Regions from separate parts of the Mus musculus genome. Here region 2 is linked to region 1. The links are chromatin contacts, called in public HiChIP or PLAC-seq maps. All regions are on one chromosome and are shown on one strand. The core of a region is the stretch at or near the end of the contact, and the rest is flanking DNA. Distances in the headings are between cores, read along the strand shown. Region 1 has its middle 22 kb from the start of Htr1f. Region 2 has its middle 48 kb from the start of Pou1f1.

Region 1 (7,253 bases), core at 1,654-4,153:
ACAAGAATGTGATTTTTAATAATAAAAAAAGGAGCAAACAGTTCTCGATGACCCAGTGTATTTAAAATAATAAAAATAATGCTTAATATTTAATGAGAGTTTCCTACATTTCCAACACTGTCCTCAGCTCTGCATATGAATTAATTTACTTACCATTTATTATTTAGCTTCATTAAGCTCATGCAATGGAAGGAATGCTATTTTAATTGAATAGATTAAAAACATAAGAAGTTGAATAAATAGACCAAATTAAATCACGAGATGAATTGAGACTATTTTAAAATCCAAATTCAGGTAATGGCCTTTCCTACCAGTTCTAACAATAAAGAGCTTAGGTAATTGTTGCATTTTACAGTCCCTTGGCTAAAATGATTCTTGCTCTAAAAAACAAACAAAACACCACCAACAAAAATTATATATTCTTTTCTTTCCTTGTAATTGAGTCTCAATAAAAAGTTAAAGAAACTCCTTCCATGGATATTTTATTCCCTATTCTAGGGAGGAATGAAGTATCCACGAGTTGGTCTTCCTTCTTGATTTTCCTGTGTTTTGGAAGTTGTATCTTGGGTATTCTAGGTTTCTGGGCTAATATCCACTTATCTGTGAGTGCATATCAAGTGACTTTTTTTGTGATTAGGTTACCTCATTCAGGATGATATCCTCCAGATACATTCATTTGCCCAAGAATTTCATAAATTCGTTGTTTTTATTAGCTGAGTAGTACTCCATTGTGTAAATTGCGACATTTTGAGGGACATCTGGGTTCTTTCCAGCTTCTGGCTATTATAAATAAGGCTGCTATGAACATAGTGGAGCATGTGTCCTTCTTACCAGTTGGAACATCTTCTGGGTGCATGCCCAGGAGAGGTACTGCTGGATCTACCAGTAGTACTATGTCAGTTGTATACAGAATGGTCACATCTACCAATATTAAGACAATCTAAAATAAGAATCATAAATGATTATGAAGCATTAAAGGGGAAACTTTCTGGAAAAGGAAACAATTACTTAATCGACAGCAAAACTGTCTCTCAAAGTCTCATTCCTACAGTTGCATTTTATGTTACTTAGGTCTTTAAAGAATGAGGCAGCCTATATAGATCTCCATATTGTATTGGCTCCCCCTATTACAAATATACTCAGGGGAAACTCCAGACTACAGCATTAGCCACCCCAAAGAATACAAGGTGAGAAATCTTGAGAGTGTAAGAGAGCCTCCCCAACCCACAGACTGCACAGTTAAGTGTGGTCAGCAAAGTATCAGGATACAACAAGAAGACAGCTTCTAGAAGGAAAAAAAATCCCAAGGAACAACTGGGCGCTTCACAGAATCTGGTTCAACGACATCTTAAATAGAAACACAAGACACCAGTTTCAACTTTCCTCCCCCACCTCCACCTGGCAGACTCCAATTATAGAAAACCCAGAAACAAGCTGCTCCAACACTTCATCTTTTTTTTTTTTGGCTCTTTGTGCTTTTCCCTTCATGAATGAGCCAACAAGAGTAGTGTCTACACTAGGAATAGCCTCAAATAAAGAAGGAAAAGGTATCCAAAACAACAGATGCATGTAGTGCAACACAGGAAAACAAGAAAGATGAAAATAAAAGACAACATGGTATGTACAACAAATCTTGTCCAATTACTGACTCTAAAGTCTTACTTCTAAAAATGATCAGTGATTTCAAAGAAATCAAACAACCAGATGAATGAACTAAAAAAAGAATGAGAATAAAATAAACCAAGGATGTAGGGAAGTAAGCAAAATTGCAGAAGAGAAACTTGGGAACAAGGATAAAAAATCCGGGGGTTGGGGGAGAGAGGAAGGAAGGAAGGAAGGAAGGGAGGGAGGGAGGGAGAGAGAAAGAGAGAAAGAGGGAGGGAGGGAGGGAGAGAGAGAGAAAGAGAGAGAGAGGGGGAGAGAGAAAGGAAAGAAAGAAAGAAAGAAAGAAAGAAAGAAAGAAAGAAAGAAAGAAAGAAAGAAAGAAAGAAAGAAAGGAAGGAAGGAAGGAAGGAAGGAAGAAAGAGGAAAGGATTTGTTAGAAAAAAATCAAAGAGAAATGTTGGAAATGAAAACCTCAGCTAATCAAATAAAAACACATTGAGAAGTATTTCCAGTAGACAGACAGAAGCTAGAATATTGGGATGGAAGACAAGGCTAACAGAAGACTCCTTTTAGAAAGCAATAAAGAAAAACCCTAGTTCTAAGAATTGTGAAATGATCTTATAATTATAAATGTTGAGATTCTGTGGTGTAGAAGATGCAACTAAGATTTATTTTTAGTGTCATAGAAAATCTATTTAATGAAATTATAGCAGAAAGTTTCCCAAACCTAGGGGAAATTCATGGGCATTTAAGGCCAAGAGGTATTTATAATCTCAAATAGACATCTCCAGAGAAAATCCTCTTCACAGCACATTACACTCATCTTGCCAAAACTATAAAACAAAGAAACAATATTAAAGACTCCAAGAAAAAAATGTGAAATAATTTACAATGTCAATTCATCAGAGTAACTTCAAACCTCTTAGCAAAAGACCTAAAACCCAAGGTTTCATATCCTGAAACTAAATAACTGCTGAGCAAAATTATCTTTAAAATCAATGGTGAAATAAACATATTTCAAAAATAAGCACAGATTAATGCAATTCACAATCATCAAGCTAGCATTGCAGAAAAAATAAATAAATAATTGAATCCTACATAAAGAAGAGAAAGAAACATTTTTTTCATTACATGAACATAGGAAAGAATAAATTCCATTCCAGAAAGGATGCTAAGAAAAAAAATCGATAGAGAAAGTATGGTAAAAAGACCCTGAGACCAGCATGGGAGTCAAGAAGCAGACTGCTGGCAGGTTCTCCACAAACAAGAAGCAGAGATAGAAAACAGGAAGTGGGGACTCTGCAGTCAGGAAGCAGAGACAAAAAACAGGAATTGGGGACTAGTCTATAAAACTTCAAAGCCAACTCCCAATAACATACTTCTTTCCCCAAGACACTATATCCCAAAGCGTCCATAGCCTTCTCAAATCACATCATCAACTGGGAACTAATGTTCAAACGCAGGATCCAAAGGGGCATGATTATCATTCAATCTGCAGCAATCAAGAAAAGAACTAACAAAAAAAATACAGAAATCAGAAAATTACTCTCAATAAAAATCCTATATATGAAGTCCTAATTCTTCAGTTATACATAAAGAACAGACTACCTGATTGAATTAAAAATAAAATCCAACTATTTATTGTTTAGAGAAAAAAAACACATTCCTCAATGTCAAAAGCACACATTGACAGAGTTTTTTTTTATTTTTAATAATAAAGTCAATATATCCAGAAAATAGAAACCAAAACTTAGTCAGACTAGTTATATTTGCATTGGGTAAAGTAGACATCAGAACAAAACTAGTCTAAATAAATAAATAAATAAATAAATAAATAATGAACATTTAAAAACCTGTAAATGTACATGTATAATACATTGTTGTACTCAATAACATTTTTTTAGAAATACAAAAAGAAGAGCCTTGTGGTTTCTGTCTGTGCCCAGAGCTGATCATGTGCCACAGTGCTCCATACCCAAATCCCTATGGGAAAGAGCTGGTCTCCCAGGAGTGCAGACATGCCTGTGATAACAGGTAAGACCACCACTTCTGCTCAGAGGGACCTGCCCAGGGCCCTCAAGACACAGGATCTGAGGAGCAGCCTGGGACAAAATCCTTCCGGTTTCCATTTGTGCCAGCAGCTGATCCTGTGCCAAAGTGCTCCGTACCAAAACCTCCTGGAGAGAACTGGTCTCCCAGAAGTACTGGCACACAGGCTTGTAGGAGGGACAAGCCACAGTCAGAGACAGCAAAATCATCTAACACCAGAGATAACCAAAATGCAAGAGGCAAAGGCAAGAATATAAGCAACAGAAACCAAGGGGCACATGGCATCATCAGAAACAAGTTCTCTCACCTCATTGAGCCCTGGATGCCCCAACACACCAGAACATCAAGACTCTGATTTAAAATCATATTTTATGATGATGATGATAGAGGACTTTAAGAAGGACATAAATAACTCCCTTAAAGAAATAAAGGAGAACACAGGTAAAGAAATGGAAGCCGAAGAAAAAACACAAAAATCCCTTAAAGGTTTACAGAAAAACACAACTAAATAGGTGAAGGAACTAAACAAAACCATCCAGGATCTAAAACTGGAAATAGAAACAATAAGGAAATCACAAAGGGGGCTAACACTGGAGTTAGAAAACCTAGGAAAGAGATCGGGAGTCATAGATGCAAGCATCACCAACAAAATACAAAAGATAGAAGAGAAAATCTTAAGTGTAGAAGATACCATAGAAAACACTTACACAATAGTCAAAGAAAATGCAAAAAGCTCCTAACCCAAAACATCCAGGAAATCCAAGACACAATAATAAGACCAAACCTAAGGATAATAGATATAGAAGAGAGTGAAGAGTCCCAACTTGAAGGGCAAATAGATATCTTCAACAAAATTATAGAAGAAAACTTCCCTAACCTAAAGAAAGAGATACACATAAACATACAAGAAGCTTATAGAACTCCAAATAGATTGGACTAGAGAAGAAATTTCTCCCATCACATAATAGTTAAAATACCAAATGCACAAAACAAAGAAATAATATTAAAAGCAGTAAGGGAAAAATGTCAAGTAACACATAAAGGCAGACCTATCGAAATTGCACCAGACTTCTCACCAGAGACTATGAAAGCTAGAAGATCCTGGGCTGATCTCATACAGACCCTCAGAGAACACAAATGCCATCCCAGAATACTATACCCATCAAAATTCTCAATTACCGTAGATAGAGAAACCAAGACATTTCATGACAAAAACAAATTTACATAATATCTTTCCATAAATCTAGCACTACAAAAGATAATACGCAGAAAATGCCAATACAAGGTGGCAAACTACACCCTAGAAAAAGCAAAAAAGTAATCTTCTTTCACCAAACCCAAAAGAAGATAGCCACACAAACATAAAATTAACAGGAATCAACAATCACTATTTCTTAATATCTTTTAACATTAATGGACTCAATTCCCCAATAAAAAGACATAGACTAACAGACTGGATATGTAAACAGGACCCAACATTCTGCTGCATATAGGAAATGCACCTCAGTGTTAAAGACAAACACTTTACCTCAAACTAAAGTGCTGGAACACAATTTTCCAAGCAACTGGTCTCAAGAAACAAGCTGGAGTAGCCATTCTAATATTGGATAAAGTTGACTTTTAACCAAAAGTCATCAAAAAAAAGTCATACTCATCAAAGGAAAAATCTGCTAAGAAGAACTCTCAGTTCTGAACATCTATGCTCCACATACAAGGGCACCCACATTTATAAAAAAACTTTACTAAAGCTCAAAGCACACATTGTACCTCACACAACAATAGTGGGAGATTTCAAAACCCTACTCTCATAAATTGACAGATCAGGTAAACACAAACTAAACAGAGACACAGTGAAACTAACAGAAGTTATGGAACAAATGGATTTAACAGATATCTATAGAATATTTCATCCTAAATCAAAAGAATATACCTTTTTTTAAGCACCTGATGTTACCTTTTCAAAAACTGACCATATAATTGGTCACAAAACAGACCTGAACACACATAAGAAGACTGAAATAATCCCATGCCTCCTATAAGATCACTATGGATTAAGGCTGGTTTTCAATAGCAACAAAAACAACAGAAAGCCCACATACACATGGAAGCTGAACAACACTCTAGTCAATGATAACTTGATCAAGAAAGAAATTAAGAAAGAAATTAAAAACTTTTTAGAATGTAATGAAAATGAAGTTATAACATACCCAAACTTGTAGGATACAATGAAAGCAGTACTAAAAGGAAAACTCATAGGTCTGAGTGCCTCCAAAAAGAAACTGGAGAGAGCATACACTAGCAGTTTAGCAGCACACCTGAAAGTGCTAGAATAAAAAGAAGCAAATACACCCAAGAGGAACAGATGGCAGGAAATAATCAAACTTAGGGCTGAAGTCAACCAAGTGGAAAAAAAAAAAGAACTATACAAAGAAACAACCAAACCAAGAGCTGGTTCTCTGAGAAAATCAGCCCTTAACCAGACTAACCAAAAGGCACAGAGACAGTATCCAAATTAACAAAATCAGAAATGAAAAGGTAGATATAACAACAGAAACTGAGGAAATTCAAAAAATCATCAGATCCTACTACAAAAGCCTATACTCAACACAACTGGAAAATCTGGAGGATATGGACAATTTTCTAGACATACACCAAATACCAAAGTTTAATCAGGATCATATAAACCATCTAAACTGTCCCATAACCCCTAAAGAAATAGAAGCAGTCATTAAAATTCTCCCCCAAAAAAAACAAAAACAAAAAAAACAAAAACAAAAAAAACAAGGCCACATGGTTTTAGTGCAGAATTCTATCAGAACTTCAAAGAAGACCTAATATCAATACTCTTTGAACTATTCCACAAAAGGAAACAGAAGGAACACTACCCAATTTGTTCTATGAAGCCACAGTTACGGCTGAGTATTCTTCCTTAGAGACGGAACGGTTTCTGTCTTATCAGGAACTTGCCACAATTTCCTTTCTTAGTGGACTTCATAAAAGATTTTTTTTCTACTTCTATCATGTTTAATGGTCTAAATAGATTTTAAAAGTTGTTTGAGTGCATATTACTTTTAGCTTCAGAAGATATCATGTATATTTAACTATTATGAATTATTTTTCTGACTTAAAAAATCAATATTGAGTTGCATATTTTAAAATAAATTTTCTTAGTTTAATAGAAAAAAAGTACTTTTTAGTCATGCAGATTAAGATGAAATAGTGACTTTACCATTCCACTGTTTTTAGTATGTAGATTATCTAGGCAAAAATAAATTAACAAGAAATCTTTAAAAAGCACCATTGACTGTACAGTCATATCAGATGTCTACAGAATTCCATCCAGCAGCTGCAGAATACATGCTTTCCATTGTAGCTCGTGAGATGTTCCATTAAATAAAATATCTCAGTCCCAATGTAAGTACTAACAAATCCCGAACAAGTGACAGTGATCTCTTATATGTTATCAGATTACAGAGGAGTTTAACTGGAAATCGATAGCAAGAGAAGCTGTAAAATACTTGAAGAATGAAGGGTACACTCCTGAATGATTATGCATTTTCCCAGGTAAACACATAACTTACTCTTACTTGAAGCTTTGC
Region 2 (7,253 bases), core at 2,691-5,190, 340 kb before region 1:
TGTGTTTTGCAAATTGTATCTTATGTCTTGGATATTCTAAGTTTCTGGGACCTACTTCTAAATGAGCAATGGGCTGTCTGGCAACAGGAGAAAGGGTCCTTCTCATATGCAAACACATGCAGCCATAGATGACAGAGAAATCTATCTTACATCAACTATTTAGCCCAGACTATAGCCCTTTGGGAGAATGGTGAAAGAGCATTCTGTAAACTCACAAATTATAAGATAGAGCTTATGGCATGAAGTTGGTAACTTCAAAAGGATGTAGGGAGAGCCATCAACACTTTAAATGGACTCAGAGTCCCAACCTAAAACATGAAGGTCATAGTTTACTTCTTCTACTTTAGTTTGGTTTGATAAGTGACATGAAATATATTCCTTTAGTCTGATTCCATTAAAGGAATTAATAACTTGCCAATCTGAGAACAACAAACAAGAACCACAAGAGTCATCGTCTACTGAAGTGTACATTGCGGAGCTCTTGGAACCATCAGGGACAAGTTGGCAAACTTTGGCCAAGTGTGTGCTCTTTGTCACATTTCTGATAACACAGAATATATAACACAGTAAGTGAGATATACATCATTTGTACCAGAAAAACAAGAATTAAGCTTATTTCTAAATAGTGAAGGTGAATAATTAACTGCCATACTCGGGGATAGTTCTAGAAAGCTCTGAGGGGGTGCTGGTGATGGGAGTGAGTAGGGGGACAAAGAAGATAGCTAGTCTTGATGATTATGATGATGGTGATGACGACAACGACGACAAAAACAATGACTACAGTGATTCTGATGGTGTTAAATTCAGAAATTCTGTCGTTTACTAGCAAATGAAGTATGGATGGCTCTTATCTTATTATCTTCCAATAATTAGAGGCCAGAAAGAAACAACAAACAAATCATTATGAGGAAAAACGAAGTAGAATGTAATAGTTGACCTTTGTTTTTGTTTTGTTTTGTTTTGCTTTGCTTTGCTTTCATTAGTTTATTTTATTCATTTTAAGTCCCCATTGCAGGACCCCTTCCTCCTCTTTTCCCAGTCCTCTCTTACAAATCCTTCCCCACTTTGCCCCCTTCCCGCTTTCCTCAGAAAAGGGGAAATTCTGCTTGAGTTCCACCCTGTCCTGGGACATCCAGTCCCAGCAGGACTAAGCTAATCGTCTCTCATTGATGCCCAACCAGGCAATCCAGGTAAAGGAAGAGGATCCAAAGGCAGGCAACATAGTCTTAGACACCCCCACCCCACCCTCGTCTCCACTCCAATTTTTAGGGAACCTACATGAAGAGCAAGCTGCACATCTGCTCCAAATGTGCAGTGGGCCTAGGTCCAACCCCTGAATGTTGTTGGTTCGGTCTCTGTGAGGCCCCATGGACCCAGATGAGATGACTCTGTAGGTCTTCTTCTGGTGTCCCCGACCTCTCCAACTTGCTCCATTCTATCCCCCACTCTACCACAAGATTCCCTGAGCTCTGTGTATGTTTGACTCTGGGTCTCTGCATCTGTTCCCATCAGCTTCTGGATAAAGCCTCTCTCAGGAGACAGTTATACTTGATTTCTATCTGTGAGTATAGTGGACTATCATAATTAGTGTCAGGAATTGGCTCTCCTTTGGAATAGGTCTCAAGTTTGGTCAGTCATTTGCCAGCAAACAGATGGAACTAGAAAATATCATTCTCCGTGAGTTAACCCACACCCAGAAAGATACATATGGTATGTACTCACTTATACATGGACATTAGCCATACATTTTAGAAGAATCATGCTACAACCCACAGACTCAAAGAAACAATGATAAGCAGGGCCCAAGGGAAGATGGGTGAATCTGACTCAGAAGGGGAAACAACGTAGTCATTGGAGGTGGATGGAGAGAAGGAACTGGGTAAGAGAGGGGGTGAGGAAGGCAGGGGGGGGGTAGGTGTGGGTAAGGGGTGAGTGAGGGCTGGGTATGAGAATAAAATCAGTGTGAAGGGCCTCTCTGGGACTAGCTGGAGACCTGGGTCATAGGAGGCACCTGGGAGTCTGTGGGGGTGACCGACCCTAGCAGAGATTCCTACCAGCAGGGGATATGGATACTGAAATGGCCACTTACAGTGGAGAGAGGGGGCATCAACCCACCCACAAAACTTCAACTTAAATTTTGTCCTCCCTACAAGATGTACAGGGATAAAGATGGAGCAGAGTCTCAGGGAATAGCTGACTTTCCTAAGTCAGGTGTTAACTTCTGTTCCTCAGATTTAAATAGGCCACCACTGTTTTAGCCAGATGCCAGTGATTAAATGGCCCATTTCATGGTTACTATTGGTACTAGAGGGAGGTGTAGAAAAGGCTTCATAAGGGAACTGTATGAACTCTGAGGTCATGTGGATTACAAGGACAGACCTCTGGCTGAGAGGGGGAAGAGTTCTACCTGTAGAACAGACTTAGGAGAAGTGCAGTATCTTGCCTAATGGCCTACAGCTATCAGATGAACATGTGTCAACACAAGCTTGAGAGGAAAGAGCAGCAAGTAACAGTAATGCTAGCTGCTGCTGCTGTGCTGCTGCTGTGCAGCTGTGGTGCTGCTGTGGTGCTGCTGTGTGCTGCTGTGCTGCTGCTGTGCTGCTGCTGCTGCTGCTGTGGTGCTGCTGTGTGCTGCTGCTGTGCTGCTGCTGCTGTGCTGCTGTGCTGCTGCTGTGCTGCTGTGTGCTGCTGCTGTGCTGCTGCTGCTGTGCTGCTGCTGCGGTGCTGCTGCGGTGCTGCTGCTGCGGTGCTGCTGCTGTGCTGCTGCTGCTGTGCTGCTGTGCTGCTGCTGTGCTGCTGCTGCTGCTGTGCTGTGTGTGCTGCTGTGCTGCTGTGCTGCTGCTGCTGTGCTGTGCTGCTGCTGCTGTGCTGCTGCTGTGCTGTGTGTGCTGTGCTGCTGTGCTGTGCTGTGCTGCTGCTGCTGTGCTGCTGCGTTGCTGCTGCTGTGCTGTGTGTGCTGTGCTGCTGCTGCTGTGCTGTGTGTGCAGTGCTGCTGCTGCTGTGCTGCTTCGGTGCTGCTGTGCTGCTGCTGTGCTGCTGCTGTGCTGCTGCGGTGCTGCTGCGGTGCTGCTGCTGTTGTGCTGTGCTGTGCTGTGCTGCTGTGCTGCTGTTGTGTGTGCTGCTGCTGCTGTGCTGCTGCTGTGCTGCTGCTGTGTGTGTTGCTGCTTCGCTGTTGCTGATGATGATTATAATATAGACTCTTCAGCACCATTTTAGTAAAAGTGACTAGGTTTTCAGCTGCTAGCTGAGAAGTGATCAGTTATGGCTTTCCTTTGACTCAGTTTACCTTCATGCCTAGATAATTGGCCATATGTAAAACCTTAGATTACTACTCAGACATAATTTGAAATAAGATTCTCTATTCTTTTTATTATTTTGAGATACATTTTTCTTAGTTCCCAAATTTCTGTGGTTGTTTTATAAATGCCAGGTATAATATATAATTTTATTTTTAATTGCCATTAAGTGATAATATTAGAAATCAATAAGTTAAATCAAATAAAGTACCAGTAATAGAAAGACGTTTGTGTGCTATTTGGCGTTCAGGATACTGCTAGGTATAAATCGAGATCCCTTCTCCTTGGGCTGTTTTGCTACGTTGTACATCAATACTTCCATCAGTTTGGATCTCTGATACTGCTTTCCTCTGTGCACTTTCTTTGTAACAAAATGTGAACCTTTCTTTTCATTTTGTCTCCATCAAGATTCTGCTTGGGTGTCTCTTCCAGGGAAGTTTATTTGTATTCTTAATCACTTGTAGTGTACCCTCTTCCTCACACATGGATCTAGTCACATGGTATTGATGACGCATACACGCCTCTGTTTGTAAGCTAATGGTAAAGATGAGGATTCTATCCATTTCCTATCTCCTGGCCCAAATACTTGGTAGATTAAATTTAACCATTGAATTTAGGTTTTTCCTGTGCGCAGCCACTAGGTGTCAGTGTTAATCACTGGGATGCTGTTGGGTAGTTCTATCAAGTCTCACAAGCAATTTTGATGTTAGCTTTGTAATTCACGTTAACATATTTTGGAAGGGCAAAATGTGAACCGATTTAACCTCACTTTACAAAATGATAGCTGTATCTGACAAGGGATTAATGTATCCCTGATAGTGGTAAATGGTGATTGATTACAGGGTGCCTCTGCTCCATGGGGAGGTTATGCAGTATATAAAAAAAGCTCCAAATTTCCAAGCTCAGGTGCATCAAGTTATGATTTCTGAAAATGGTGTGTCCCAGGAGATTTGGATTCATAGCTCTTTCCAGGACCAGCAGTTCCCTTGTTACTTTGTGGGGAAATGTGATAAAAAGGCATTTGTGAAATTGTAATGTATTCATGTTATGATATTTCTAACTTCCAACTCTGCATCCAGTTATGCAACCAGGTATGTCACTACAAACAATAAAATTTTGCCTTTCACCATAGGTATCAGTAAAAAATTCTTAAACTTTGAAAACCTGTGAATTCTTTGCTTTATAAATGTACTGATCTTAAAGAGTGGCCTCTTAACATGTATATTGCTTATTTTTTTATGGGTTAATTTTGATTTTCTTTAAAAAAACATGAAATCTAATATAACTTCTAGTTCTTACTCTGCTGTCCATCCTTCTGTTGACACATTTAAATCATTTGTAAATGCATTGATCCCATTTCAGCATTTTATATTAGATATTTCATTTTTATAATTTTATAAATATGCTTTGTAGTGTTTAATCTGGATCCTGATATGAAATCTCAGCAAAACATGGACTCAAGATAGAACCATTTCAAAAGTAAATCCTATTTTTTTTCTCTTCCAAATTATATGAATCTGAGAGACATGAAAAAGATTTCAACATGCCACCTGCTGGATGGTCCCTGGTGATAAATTCTCTTGTTGTTGATACATGGGATTGAAGTCTCACATGTTTTATGCTCTCTCAAATCTGTTGCCTAATTTGTTCATTTGACCTTAAGCCCCAGTGAGGAACCTGGGTGGAATTCTCAGGATTTACTGGACAGTTTACTTGAGTTGTCAGTGAATATGCATCTTAGCCTTAGACAACCTGCAGATAGTTTATCATGTTGATAACCCTCTTTGCCTTCTCTATATCCCATGAAAAGAGGAACAGATTATTCATATTTCTGCCTGGTTATGTCTGTGCCATATGCTCATAATAGTGGCACACTCAGTGCATATGCTGTAATATGTTTTGTGTTGCTTATTTTCCTTTTTAAAAACATTTTATTGAATATTTTATGTATTTACATTTCAAATGTGATCCCCTTTCCCTGTTCTACCTCTGCAACTCCTGTCTCTTACCCCCTCCCCCTACTTCTATGAGGATGCTCCCTCTCCCACCCAATCCCACCTCACCACCCTGGCATTCCCCTACACTGGGGAATTGAGCCTTCACGTGACCAAGGGTTTCCCCTCCTATCGATGCTAGACAATGGTATCCTCTGCTACATATGCAGCTGAATTCATGGTGGTTTTGCTACCTTGAAGACTCCATTTCTCTTGGCTTGGCTCAGACAATTTAATAATTATCTTAAAAATATTTTTCTCAACTGCCTGAACCCATCCAACTTTAATAAATTGCATTATGTTTTCTAGCTTCATAGCAAGTTGTGTATTCTAGCTTCCTTCCTAAAAATCTCTCATACCTGAGCCTTAAAAACATCGACACAAATGTTGGATATAGAAGCCACAAGAGGAGGGAAGGAAACATATGTTTGTGATTAAGAACACAGACTCTGGAGCCTGCGAATTCTATTTCTGTGTTTTACTGGCCCTGCGATGATTACTTAACCTCTCCATGTCATTTTCTGATATATAAAAGCAGAAGTAATGACAATGTATTCCCCATATGATTTAATATTGTTTAAACACTTGAAATTAAACCTGGCTCACAAGAAGTCCTATGACCATGTTACTTAAGATTTTATTATACGCTGAGACACAGTATGATAGTAATAAATAATGAATTCTGAAAGTTAAGAGTCTGACCTAAAGTCTCGGGTATGTTCTTTCTGAACTATGTGCCCTTTAAAACTGGTTAAACTTTCTCTACTGCCAATTTCCTTCTTTGTTTTAGCTAATGGTGAGTAATGAAAAAAATAATATTGTTTGTGAGCATGGTGTGGTAGATGGTGAATGCCAAAAAATATTAATAATTTTGTGATGAATTGGAATTAGAAAAGTTTCAAATGTGTTTTCTATAATTCTGAGAAGGGAAATATGTTGAATTTTATCTCATGAGTGAAGACAGGGTAAAGCTGGAAGACAGATCAAAATAGATATGGATTAAATATTTCTGAGTAGAGATTTCAACTAGGAATTGAACATGCATCTTACAAAAGTGGTCTTATCTAAATTAAAATTGTAGAAACCATCACCATAGTAATGATATTTGCAGCCACAAGAGGAAAAAAAAAAAAAAAACAGTCCTCTGATGATAAAATGGAGGTTGGGTAAGTGGAAGGATTGTTTTGTGTTATCTTGGGGAATTCTGAATTTTGAAGTTAAATTGAGAAGACAGAACCAGAAAATGAGACAGAAAACCTGACGGTAGAGGTACACAAATAGGTAAGCAAGAAAGCCAGGCAGGCGTGGAACCCTAGAGCCTACAGGAGGGCAATTCTTTTGCAGAAAAGAGAAGTGTTATTTGTCAAAAGCTCCTTTGCAGGCAATCTTAATGGGAGCGCAAAAGTTCTCCTTGTGTTTCATCACTTGAAGTTTGACAGCTGGTTTGGGGAGATTGATGGTGATGGAAGTTAATTTGAAAAAGAAAGTAAGGAAGTGGGCATAGTGACTTGGAGCATTTTAGAGTGATTGACTGAGAAAGGAAGCAGACAAATTCAGATTATAACTGGCCAGAAATTATGAACTGAGGCATAAAGCTTTGAACGCAAATTCTGCTACAATATATGTGTAAACTGCTGCATGGCTAAAAACATAACAGTAAAGAAATACAGCATTTCAAAAGCAGAGGAGATTGGCTATGAATAATATGTGGAATAAATTGCCACTGGTGGCTGGGACAGAGATTTCTTTACTAGGAAAGGTAAGATATTGAGTTCAAATACTGTTAGCTTATAGATTTGGAGATGGGTATAAAATCAGACTCGAATTTGCTGGTCTTGGGGTTGCCATCCTACAGTCAAAAACTTTGACCCAGATTTGTTCCTATCTAAAAGAACTGCAGGGACAAAGATGGGGAAGAAACTGAGGGAAAGGAAAGGAAGTCAGTACAGTGACTGTCCCAAAT

The links. HiChIP or PLAC-seq counts read pairs in DNA pulled down with a chosen protein or histone mark.
Region 2: a contact with region 1 is called in an H3K27ac HiChIP or PLAC-seq map of large pre-B cells, with 3 times the contacts expected there. The contact joins two enhancer-like sites. A contact is called at or near these places in 1 of 15 datasets of contacts at CTCF or cohesin (pro-B cells), 2 of 484 Hi-C or Micro-C datasets (bone marrow-derived macrophages and large pre-B cells) and 1 of 115 datasets of contacts at active chromatin or transcription factors (large pre-B cells).

What each region holds. Positions count from the first base shown.
Region 1 is chr16:65,123,716-65,130,968 of GRCm38.p6, reverse strand. No RefSeq gene overlaps it. Among named protein-coding and RNA genes, the nearest start is that of Htr1f, 22 kb to the right of the region's middle. Within about 2 kb of position 2,903, at least 10 of the 459 cell types and tissues checked have an H3K27ac peak or open chromatin away from gene starts, as enhancers often do.
Region 2 is chr16:65,469,363-65,476,615 of GRCm38.p6, reverse strand. No RefSeq gene overlaps it. Among named protein-coding and RNA genes, the nearest start is that of Pou1f1, 48 kb to the left of the region's middle. Within about 2 kb of position 3,940, at least 6 of the 459 cell types and tissues checked have an H3K27ac peak or open chromatin away from gene starts, as enhancers often do.